4 separate regions of the Mus musculus genome follow, and regions 1, 3 and 4 are each linked to region 2. A link is a contact called in public HiChIP or PLAC-seq, Micro-C and promoter capture Hi-C data. All regions are on one chromosome and are shown on one strand. Each heading gives the region's core, a stretch centred on a gene start, on an enhancer-like site or on the middle of the called end of the contact. The rest is flanking DNA. Distances are from core to core; before and after follow the strand shown.

Evidence for each region. Hi-C and Micro-C count contacts between places; a contact is called where the count stands out from the background. HiChIP or PLAC-seq counts read pairs in DNA pulled down with a chosen protein or histone mark. Capture Hi-C pulls out chosen DNA fragments and counts their contacts.
Region 1: a Micro-C map of embryonic stem cells shows a contact between it and region 2, with 1.6 times the contacts expected there. The contact joins the promoter of Kctd15 here to the promoter of Cebpg in region 2. A contact is called at or near these places in 6 of 39 promoter capture datasets (the 3T3-L1 cell line, 3T3-L1-derived adipocytes, hippocampal neurons and 2 more), 1 of 484 Hi-C or Micro-C datasets (embryonic stem cells), 3 of 115 datasets of contacts at active chromatin or transcription factors (bone marrow-derived macrophages, embryonic midbrain and stem cell-derived neural progenitor cells) and 1 of 9 other capture datasets (adipose tissue).
Region 3: a contact with region 2 is called in a promoter capture Hi-C map of liver. The contact joins the promoter of Cep89 here to the promoter of Cebpg in region 2. A contact is called at or near these places in 2 of 39 promoter capture datasets (erythroid cells and pre-B cells), 8 of 484 Hi-C or Micro-C datasets (CD4 T cells, CD8 T cells, CD8 central memory T cells and 4 more), 1 of 115 datasets of contacts at active chromatin or transcription factors (memory CD8 T cells) and 2 of 9 other capture datasets (adipose tissue and liver).
Region 4: an H3K27ac HiChIP or PLAC-seq map of embryonic stem cells shows a contact between it and region 2, with 6 read pairs. The contact joins the enhancer-like site here to the promoter of Cebpg in region 2. A contact is called at or near these places in 5 of 39 promoter capture datasets (the 3T3-L1 cell line, cranial neural crest and embryonic stem cells) and 3 of 115 datasets of contacts at active chromatin or transcription factors (embryonic basal ganglia and embryonic stem cells).

The regions. Positions count from the first base shown.
Region 1 is chr7:34,652,982-34,655,681 of GRCm38.p6, reverse strand. Kctd15 (potassium channel tetramerisation domain containing 15) reads left to right here and starts at 1,284. Exons shown (of 7, transcript NM_001360820.1): 1 at 1,284-1,435.
Region 2 is chr7:35,055,261-35,057,960 of GRCm38.p6, reverse strand. It overlaps Cebpg (CCAAT/enhancer binding protein (C/EBP), gamma), which reads left to right and starts at 1,395. Exons shown (of 2, transcript NM_009884.3): 1 at 1,395-1,585. It overlaps Gm45095 (serine/arginine repetitive matrix protein 1-like), which reads right to left and starts at 2,478. Exons shown (of 2, transcript XM_030243153.1): 1 at 1,869-2,478; 2 at 316-1,769. The coding sequence starts at 1,954. The coding sequence ends at 1,202.
Region 3 is chr7:35,395,793-35,398,492 of GRCm38.p6, reverse strand. Cep89 (centrosomal protein 89) reads right to left here and starts at 1,430. Exons shown (of 19, transcript NM_028120.3): 1 at 1,287-1,430; 2 at 397-503. The coding sequence starts at 1,325. Faap24 (Fanconi anemia core complex associated protein 24) reads left to right here and starts at 1,726. Exons shown (of 4, transcript NM_178643.5): 1 at 1,726-2,280. The coding sequence starts at 2,175.
Region 4 is chr7:34,797,436-34,800,135 of GRCm38.p6, reverse strand. The region is part of intron 1 of Chst8 (carbohydrate sulfotransferase 8); the gene reads left to right. Among named protein-coding and RNA genes, the nearest start is that of Gm38987, 14 kb to the left of the region's middle. Within about 2 kb of position 1,280, at least 23 of the 459 cell types and tissues checked have an H3K27ac peak or open chromatin away from gene starts, as enhancers often do. A contact at or near this core is called in embryonic stem cells, where this site is marked.

The DNA of each region.
Region 1 (2,700 bases), core at 35-2,534, 400 kb after region 2:
AGCCTGCCTTTGGCCCGGGAGTCCCGGGAACCAGGCGGGGGCGCAGTCTGGGCAAAGCGCACCGGCCGCGATCCGTTTCCTAGGAGCCGAGAAATGGTCGAGGAGGAGGGACGGGCGGGGCGCAAGGGAAGGAGGAGGAGGAGGAAGGGGCAGCGGGGGAGCAGCTAGGGGCATTCTGGGTGCAGGCCTCCGCGCCGCAGGGACCTTTGGCCGCCGCCGTCTCCATCGCGCCGCGCTCGTCCAGGAAATGGCGCGAGTGGCCGCAGGCGACGGGCCGGGTGCCCCGCGCTCCCCTCCCCCGCGGTGGCCACCGCGTGTCCGCAGACGTCACGGCCGGCGCTGCTCCCCGGGAGAGGGGCAGCCGGGGCCGAGACCCGGGGAGAGAGGGAGGGAGAGAGGGAGGTAAGCCGCCTGGCAGCCCAGTTTCTCTCCCCTCCCCACACCAAGTCCCGCCCTCAGCCCCGGGGCGCCGCGGCGGCGGCTGCTTCTCTCCTCTTTGTAACCGAGGAGTCGAGAAATGTGAGAAACGTGCCCTGTGTTACTTATTTGGGAGTCGAAAATTTATGCCCAGCTGAAAGCGCCCGGGGAAATATTACATCAGATGAAATGACAATGATTAAAATCAGCCTCTCCCCCGCCCCCTCCTCGAGCCCGGAGGAGGCCCGGGCGCCGCGTGGCCGGACGGCGGGGGGCTGGGGCGCAGAGGGCGCGGGGCTCGGGCGCAGCGCTCCCGGAAGGGTACTGGTCCAGCCCCCTGGCACCCAGGCACGGGGCTCCGGGACCCACGGGTGGGGATCGCGAGGTGGGAAGGAAGTGGTGGCGGTGGGGAACGGTGCATTTTTTTTTTGTCGCGGAGCGCGGCAGGCGCGGGCGCGCGGAGCTAATTGCGACTCTAATCCTCTGCCCCGAGGCGCAGCCGAGCCCCGAGCCAGGAGTCGCCCGCGCGCGCCCGCTCGCGCTCGCCGCGCCGGGGTAATTTGGAACCGGATCGCTGCCCTTTGCAATCCGGGCTGGGCCGCGGCGAGGCGCACAGGCTACCGGCTGGTTTTGGGGGGCTATTTTCTCCCCTCCAGCCATCGGGGGAGGCCGCTGGAGAGAGAGGGAGGAGAAGAGGTGGGAGCGGCGGGAGGGCAGCCGGAGAGCTGCGCGAAAAGGAGGCGGCGGCGGCCGCGGCGAAGAGGGAGGAGGCGAGGGGAGGGCGGGGAGGGGAGGCCCCGGCGCGGCGCGCCGCGAGGGGCCGCGCGGAGCGGGGGCCGGGGCGGGAGGGGTGGGTGGGGGGAGGGTTGGGGGCGAGAGAGAAAGTAACTCCAGGACGAGACCGGAGCGACCCGCGCGCATCGAGCGCTAGGCGACGGGGCTGCGCCGGGCGCCCGACACCGGCGGCTGCGGGGGGCGGGGGCTGCGCCGGTGCCCGATCCACTGCTCCGGCTCCGAGGTAAGCCCAGCACGGGCGGCCACCGCTCAGTGCCGCACACCCCTGGTTCCCAAAGTGGCTGCAATTCCGAGAAAGTCACTCGGCCCCGGGCCGGGACCTAGGCTGGGGGCGGGGGGGCGGCTGCTTTGTCCCTCTGCTGAGCGCAGGGGCTGGCGGCGTGGGGGCGCCCAGCACAAAGGCCTGGCGCGCACGGGGCGGGGGGGTGCCCACGTGGGCTGGTCCTAGCCGCGGGTGGACCCTCCCCACTCGGCCGGGCTCTGATCATCCTGCTGTGCGGAATATGCGTCCAGGTCCTCCGCACTCTGGTTCCAGTATGGGCTCGAGTGCCCTGCAGAGCTGATGACTTTCCTGAGTCTGAAACCGGCTCCATGCAGCTGGGCTTTCGGGGCTCACAGGACCGGGTTGGCGCCCAATTTATAGAAAAGAAAAAAGTCTCTAACGGGACAGATGTGCGTTCTCTGACGCCCACCCTACGAGTCTCATGCTAGACGCACTGGTGGTGGTTCCAAGCTCAGGAAGGATGTGGGGCGGGGAACGCGCCGCCCCAAGACCGGACCGCGGTCTCTAGATTTCCACTGCCCACACGCACCCCCTCATCTGGATGCGAACACCCTCATTCTCCCACTCTCGCGTCACAGTAGCACCTCTCTACCCTCCCTCGAGAAGCCCCCGACTGTAGAAAGATAAACCTTCAAGTTTTCACTCCGTGTCTCAAATGTGCATGAAGGAATTTAACTGCGCGAGTGAATAACAGCATTAGTTTCAATTAATTTTTTTTAAATCCCGGCAACAATAAACTTTGAGAACAAAAGCGCTTTTACGTCCTTAATTAGGCGAGCTTCCCATCTGTGGTCTTGAAGTGTCTGCCTCTTGATTTAACTTTGTCTCCGCCCCCCACCGCACTCCCACCCCTTCTTCGCTGGGCCCTTCGGGTACCTTGGCCACCCCGCCCGCGGGGCCGGAGGTTCGGCCCAGCGGATCCTGTAGCCCCGAAGTTCACACCGGCCGGCTGGCTTTGCGGCCCCGCTGGCGCGCACCAGGTGGCCCGCTGCGTCCCTCCCGTTCCACCCCTGGACAGTCCTGCAGGCCCCTGGCACTGCTGCCTCGGGCAAGCGCCCTGGGCGTAAGAGCTGAAGGGAACTGGAGAGGCGCCTTCTGTTTACCTTTTATGGTTAAGATAACAGCTTAGCAAAAGAAGCGACTTCACGAAGAAGCGATTTAGTGAAATCGTCTCAAGCTGCCGCAGCTCAGCCAGTTTAATCACC
Region 2 (2,700 bases), core at 146-2,645:
AATATCTCCTAGCATCTTGGACTTCTTTCCTTAAGTGTCTATGAAAATGGGGCTTGAATCATGTCTCTGTAGTTCTCAGAGTAAGCTCCCTGTGGGCAGGGACAGTGTGTTTGTCTTCTTCCATTGCTGACTCTTAGTCCACACTTTAGCACATACCGTTCTTGTAATCAGGAAAAGAATTACAGGATATCAGCTAAAGAGGAAATCTCAAGACTCCTGGGCATTGACTGCTGGCTGTGGAAGGCTTGCCTAGACACAACACAGAATGCAGCTGGCAGAGCGGCTGGCAAAAAAGAGGCTAACTCAATATACATATGACATGCAAGGATGTTTTTATTTTCGATAGTTTTTATATGACTAGAAAACATTAGGGGTAAAATCGTGGTCTTTGTGAGAAACAAAGCACGGTTCACCTTTCATAGTGCTAAGTCTTGGGAAAAAAATGGCTCTTAACACAGCGATCCAAACCTAAAGAAACATACTGACTGGTTTTGAGACATTAGCTCCCCAAGTGTGCATGGGGTTATCAGGGGTCATTCTCTGTGGTTGACTTTTTTTTTTTCAGGTATTTTCATCTCTCAGGGATTCCTCGAAGTCTTATGTGGAGAGCTGCTCTCCTGGCCTTGGCGATGAAGAAACATTTCCCTTCTGAAAGCCAGAGAGTTTTGAATGATAAGCATTGCTAAAGAGGAAGCAATCAAACCTTTCGGGCAGGCTCTGCCTTCCACCCAGCGCTGCTTCCTGTTTTTCAAAACACAAAAACAAAAAGCAACACAAAACAAAACAAAACAACAAAAAAACCCGCTTTTTGATTCTCTTGTGAACTGTTCCCGGGAGACCCAGGCTGGACCACTTGTCACTTTTAAGAGAGCACCTCATATCCATCATCTGCTCTCCGGAGGTGAGCACACTTTGGAAATCGTGATTTGTTCGGCAGCCACAGTCTGCTGTTGTCAAGCGTCTGACAAGTGCTAACCCTAGCACTGGACAGTTTTTCCTTAACGTGCTTTTATCAAAATAAATGTGCAGATGCCTCAGGGCCGTGAGGCCTAAACAAACAAAAAACCCACCCTAACTCAAAAATCCACCTGAGGAAATGTCTTTTCCCTAAGGCAGGTGAGGCCCTCGTAACTCTGATAGAACTTTGCTTGCCATGGGTCACTCCCAAGGCTCAGGGCCACCGCCTGCCACCACCGACAGCCTAAGGGGGAAACCACCGAGCGCGCCTCCAGCCAGCGCCGGTGCTGCCACGCCCACCACGCCCGTTCCGCCGCGCGCCCGCCTCTCGCCGGCACACGGCCTGTGATTGGCTGGTGGAGCTGCCCATCTCTAGAGGCGAGCGCGTCGTTCTCCAAGCAGCGCTTCTATTGGTCACGGCGGCGGCGGCAGCGCGCGGACCCGAAGAGGCGGGGAAAACCGGTGGCCGCGGTGGCGGAACGGGCGGAGGTTGCCGGTTTCGTAACCGTCGCTCCTCCTCGCCGACTCGCGGGCTGCGAGGCCTGGGTCGGGTCGGGTCGGGCCGCGCCGCGCGGGGCCGCTCGGAGTGGAGGCCGTCTGGGGGCGGGCGGGCCGGCCGGAGGCGCAGGTAAGGAGGCCGCGGGTTGTAGCTCGGAGGGGTTGGGGGAGGAGGCCGCGGCCGAGCCCGCCGCTCGCGTAGGCGCCGACCCGGCCGGAGGAGACCCGGCCCTGCCCGATTCGGCAGGTTGGCCCGGAAGGCTCCTGGCGGCTTGGCGGCGCGGGCGGGGGCCCGGAGCGGCGTCTGATGCAACCTGCGGGCAACACCCGGCGGGGCTGAGCTCATCCCTGGCCACGGCCCAGCGCCGCCGCGCTTGGCGCCGACCCCCGCGCTCCCCCGGGCGCCCCCTCACCACAGTCGGGGAAGGGATGGAGTACCAGGTGGTCCCTCCAGAACCTGCCCCTCGGCGACGTGCAGCGTGACAAGCCTGGCGCGCATTGGCCCCTAGGGATGGAGGGTGTTCCTAGAATAGAAGGTGGACCGAATCTTACTTTGGAGCCACCTAGGACTCTCTTCCTGTCGGCTTCCCAAACGGCTCGGTCTGGGGGGGATGGCCCGGGTCCTATTTGGAGTTAATAACCTAGTGGTCATCTAGGGAAGGCACTCGAGTTTTTACACACGTAACGTTGCAAGAGGGAGATTTCGTTTGTTTTTTTGGACGCGGTCGTGTGTCCTGCAGTTCACTGGGAGGGGGAGGACATCCTAGATGATCGCGCACCAGACGCAGAAGGTCAAGCCATGAAGCCTTTCCTTAGCTCGCCTGGAGGGAGCTCGGGAAAAGAGCCAGCGGAGGTATCCAGGTGGGGAAGTTGGGCATGCGGGTGTGAGAATTGTTTCTCTTTCCAAGTGGGCTTGTGTATTTCTGGTCTTAAGAAGGTTGGCATGCTTTGTTTTGCTCTGCTCCTTCTTGCTTTTTTGTTTGTTTCTTTGTAAACTGCATCATAAGATGTATCAAATTTAGAAAGGTTTTAACCTTTGTGGGTTGCACAACAGCTGGGTGTTGTGTCTCTTGAGTTTCCACCCACTTGAATCCTTATTTGAATATATTATCATTGAGTGCAGACCTGTCTCACAGAGGGAATTTGAAACAAAGCACCATAAGGTCTTTCTCTATTGAGAAATTGTACATAGAAGAATTCAGAGTATGGTAGGCAAGCCCCTCTACCTCTGAGCCACATTTCTAG
Region 3 (2,700 bases), core at 181-2,680, 340 kb before region 2:
GAAGGAAGGAAGGAAGGAAGGAAGGAAGGGAAGATGGAAGGAAGGAAGGAAGGAAGGAAGGAAGGAAGGAAGGAAGGATGGAAGGAAGGAATGGAGGAAGGAAGGAAGGAAAGATGGATGGAAGGATTAACTTAAATTTGGTGCTTCATATTTAGTAGGCACCAACTGTACCCAATCCTGAAATCTGAGATCTTCCATTGAAGGTACCACACCCCAGACAAGTCCACTGATGCTCAGAGAAGCCATATTAGTGCATCTCTGAGCAGAGGTAACCACAGAGCGTAATAGTCTAGCCCTCTACTTGTGGCCTTTTGGCTAGTGTGATCAGTTCCAGGATTCAGGACTTGATGGTCAAGCACGGGCGTGACCCTCGGTGCTGCTCATCTTGGGACTTACCTGGGCCTCTCTGGAGAAGGGTTGGGGCTCCGAGGAGGGGGTGTGCGTGGCACCGCTGGCTTCGGAGCGATGCTGGCTGCGGGGAGGAAGCCATGGATGATGTGGTTCTGCACAAATGAAACCCAAGGCAGGTCACCGGGAGAAGATCACCTTGCTCCTGGGCCACCATCACCTCCCAAACTGAGGTCACTCTAGGGATCCGGCCCCACAAGAGTCTTTACACACACACCTGCCGCTGTTCCCAATCCCCATTGGTGAGGCAAGGGCACTCACTGGGGCACACCATCATGGCTATCCGATTCATTCACACCTCCCTGCTCACGGCAGCTTTCCTGACCGATTTCAATTGTCAACTGAACTGGGCTAATCTATACCTACCGTGTAATGAAGCACACCTTTGGGTGTCTGTGGGAGGGCTTTTCCAGAGAGGATTAACTAAGTGAGCTGGGCTAATATACCCTAAATAGGAAAGGAATCAACTCATGGGGGAAGTTTTCTCCAAGACAGGAGTGAACTCCCGGCTAAGAGGAGAATCCTGACAGGGAGGCCAAGATTCCTGTCTGTGGCAGGCTCTGGACATGAAGGGTTCTTTGGAACATTTAGTCTGGGTTTCTGGAATTTAATGCTCCCTGATAGCGATCCCGCCTCGCTCCTATCTCAGTCTTTAAAACCTGCACATGAAGGCAGGAGAGATGGCTCAGTGGTTAAGAGCATGGTCTGCTCTTCCAGAGGTCCTGAGTTCAATTGCCAGCAACCACATGTTGTCTCACAACCATCTGTAATGGGATCTGACACCTTCTCTTGCTATGCAGGCATACATGCAGATAGATCACTCATATAAATAAATCTTTTTTTTTTTTAACCGCACTCGAAGGCCTGGAACTACTCACGAACTGGCTCCGGCGGTTCCTGCGGAAGCTGAGGAGCATCCTGGCTGAGAGCTGAGGGCTGCGGGTTGAGCCGCCAGGCGCTGGACTAGCTGGAAGGTAGACCCCGCAGCCTGCACAGCTCCCCACAGCCTAGCTCCCGCGGACCCCCGACTTTACAACAAGCATGTCTCACATTGGCTCTGTTTTGAGTCTCAGCCTATCAGAGTCAATTTTACTGCCACCCGTTGCTCTTGACAACCCAGCAAGGCGTCATTCAAATTCCAGCCAGAGAGGAAGCAAGCTGAGACTTCCGTTCGATTATTGGCTATAGTAGACGCCCATCTTTTACCTATCACCCAATAAAACGCTGGCCAGGGCGGTCAGAATTTTAAAGAGGGCTCCCGGGCTGTGGGAACCCGGAAGTGGCAGGGCCTCAGGTGAGGTCCACGGAGATTCTAGACCCCGGCGCAGTGAGCTTCCCTGCCTTTGTAGCCCTGGACAGGAACCGAATAGAAGGACAGGGACCGAATGGAAGAGCCACCGTAAGCGTCCTGTTAGGACACCAGAGCTAAGGGAGGTGCTTACAAAGAGGGACGGAGTCACTCAAACAGAAATCTCCCGGGTTTAGCTCGGGGTAGTGGCGCCCGGCTGTCATTTTAGCACTTGGGCTGCTGAGTTCAAGTCCAGCTGGAGTCAACTATCAGTACAGAGCCAAGCGTGATAAGAAGACCCAGTCTTATTTTGAAAATAAATAATCTCTTGAATTCAGACTTCGGTTGAAGTAGCTCAGTGCCTGAAAATCCACTCTACAGATCCTGTCAAAGAGGTCCCGACTTCGTGTAGAACTGTGTGCAACAGCGCCTGCTCTAGTGAGACCTTGCATTTTCCTCATTTAGACCAAAACCACGGATGGAAAGGAACCCGCCTGATGGGACCGGTCCGGTCCACGTGCCACTAGGACATATTGTGGCTAGTGAAAAATGGCGCGGGTCCCAACTGGCTCAGGAGATGCAAGGTCAGTGAGCTGTCTTCTGTCATACCCCTTTCTTCCCAGCACGTTAAAAGAGAGAGTGAGAGAAATGCTGGGTATGGTGATGTTCCTTTGCAATCCCAGCACTCCTGAGACTGAAGTAGGAGAATCATTGCGTTAGAGACCAGCCTGGGGCTACATAGCAAGTTCAAGGCCAGCTTGGGCTATGAGAACTTGTCTCAAAATAGTTACATAGACTAAAATGAAAGGGGACTGGAGAGAGAGCTCCGTGGTTACGAGGACTGGCTTATCTTACAGAGGATCGTGGTTTAATTCCTAGCACCCACATGGTGGCTCAAGGAGTCAGACTCCTCCCTCTTCTGGCCTTTGGGGGCACTAGGCTTGCACATGTGCACAGACATATGCGAGCAAAACCTACATATAAATCTTTGGGTTTTATTTTAT
Region 4 (2,700 bases), core at 31-2,530, 260 kb after region 2:
TGGGCACAACCACTCCTAGCCACACAGCCGCTCAGGCAGGGTTGTGGGAGCTCAGGACAGTCTCCCGGGGAGGGCTGAAAGGTGTCCCTCTTAGACAGCTCCATGGCTCCAAAGGTTCCCTGAAAGAAATCAGAGGTTATCAGGTATGTTGGAACAAGCCTGCAATCCTAGCATTTGAGATGCTGAGGCAGGAGGATTGCTAGTCTGATGCCAGCCTGGAAGAGAAAAAACAGGACGGGGAGGGAGAGGGGTTAGGAGAGGAGGGGGATGAAGGAAGGGGGGAAGGAAGGAAGGAAGGAAGGAAGGAAGGAAGGAAGGAGGGAGGGAGGGGGAGGGAGAGAGAGAAAGAGTGAGGAAGAGAGAGAGGAGAGCTCAGAGGCTACGCGGGAATGAAGTCTTTGGCCTCAGGGTTATACATTTTTGCTTTCATCCCTGGGATGGATTCTCTCTCTCTCTCTCTCTCTCTCTCTCTCTCTCTCTCTGACTGTCTGAGCCACACCCACTAAGGCCCTCCTCTGGTTTGCTCTGAACACCAGAAAGTGTTTAACAATAAAACTCCTCTCCTTTGATCCCAGACTCCAGAGACAGAGGCAGGTGGATCTTTGTGAGTTTTTGGCCAGCCGGGTTTATATAGCAAGTTCCAGGCAAGTTAAGGATATGTTGAGAGACCTTATCTTAAAAACAAACAAACAAACAAACAAACAAACAAACAACTGACCAGCAAAAGCAAACCTATCTTTTACCAATGAAAACCCCTCCCAATACTTCCCACTGAGCCGGTTGCACACTTACTCTGCTTTCTCCCCTTTCTGGATCGTCTGGCCCCACCCCAGTGCTAATTGCCTGGGCTTAAAAGGAGCAGATTGCAGGAGGAGGGTGGGGGAGCTTATAGACCTCCATCAGCAGAAAGCCCCCTGGGCTTCTGGCAGGGGAAATCTGATCTTGGGCAAATGTCAAGGAGTCTTTTTGAAATCTGTGTTATGATATCAGCTTACTGAAGGCATAGGACTTCATCTGGATTTCATAAATATTGTATGGGCCACCCTTATCTCCACGTTGGCCAGCCTGAGAACACTACAGCAACCGGCCTTTTCTAGACACACACACACACACACACACACACACACACCCCTCCCCATTGCCTTCACCATCAATTGCAGAGTTGTCATGTAAAGCCAATTGGTGATATTTCAATCACAATGTCCCTGTAACAAATTTCATTCAAATTCCCGGGAAGAGAGTTAAGGCTTCGTCTTGCTGCGGGGAGAATGGCAGGCTAAATGTAGCTTCCTGGGGCCCTGGCAGCCATCCAGCGCTTTGTAATTTATACTTCTCCTTCCTGGCTCTCCAAGTGACCTTGGAACCTCAGTGCTGCTAGATTTCTTAGGTTCACCCGGGGTGCTCTCCACCCCCCCCCCAGGCAAGCTCTTCCAGACCCACCCATCCTGTGGGAGTTTGGAGGAGGCACCCCAAAAGCACATGGCTGGTGATGGGAAGATTGCTTGTTGCTGCTGACCTTTTTCTGCTAAAATTGATGTCAGCTGTGAAAGCACCAAACACACTGCTGGAAGGTGGCTTGCAGGTGACAGGAGTCTCTCTCCAAGCCCCACAGCCAGCAGGTAAACCTGGAAGGACGAGGTGGGGGAGGGGTGGCGTGCAGTTACACTCATCTGCAGCTATTTTGGTTGAAGAATAAACGAAGTGACACCCCCCCCCCCGCCCCAAACTGCTGCCAGTACAGGATCTAGCATGGGGGTGGCGTGTAAGAAAGATTAATGTACAGTTAAAACCTGTGTATGGGCAAGATTACAGGGCGACGCTATCGAATGCAAACACTGCAGCCGTCTAATTAAGGGGAGTTACAGGCTTCCTAGGATGTGTTTGCTGAAGGGAGTACTGGGGGAGGGGGCCTGTCTGTGGCGCGTATTGGTGCAGACTTGCCCCTGGCATATCGTGGGAGGCCACGTGGAGGGGTATGTAAGAGTCAGGAATTAGCCTGCCCGTCTCTGGTCTCCAAGCATCTAGCTCTTTCTCCAAACCACTCTGATCTCTGTCCCCCTCCTCACCTTTGCCTCCAAGACAGTGAGAACCCTTGACTATCTTTTTTTTTTTTTAACTGTTTTTAATTTCTCCTGCTTTGTCAGCTTTTTAAGAGATATGTTACATTATGTGGAAATTGGATGCTAACAAGATTTGTATGAATAAATTAGACTCTTAACTTTTTATGTTATTACAAAATTGAAATGGACTCTAATGACAGTCAGAATTAATGTTCTGTTTCAAATAAATGCTGGGGGTGTGACTGCATCTTCATTGTGGTCCTCCGGAGCCCTGCCTACATGGCTTTGCCTGAGAAGCCACCTCTGCCTTTCTCCTGGGAGATGGGGAGTGGGGGGGGTGGGGGTGGAGGGAGAAGATCTTGCTGTTACCTATGGAGTTCCCTGCCCATCCAAGGGTTGGGAACATGCGTTCTGTTTATATCTTTAGGTCCAGGTTTCCTAGGGGCTACTGGGAATTTCTGCTACTGGGGCTCCTAGTGGGATCTGTAGAGAGAGTTGCCCTGGGCCTTGAGTCATACCCTCACCTGTATGCAGGGGCCGGCTTTGTAGGCAGACACACCTTCCAGCCACCAATTGTAAGGTCTTGAGTAGGCTCACACTTCAGTCCAGAGCCCTCTCCTCAAGGCCCTCAACCAACCGT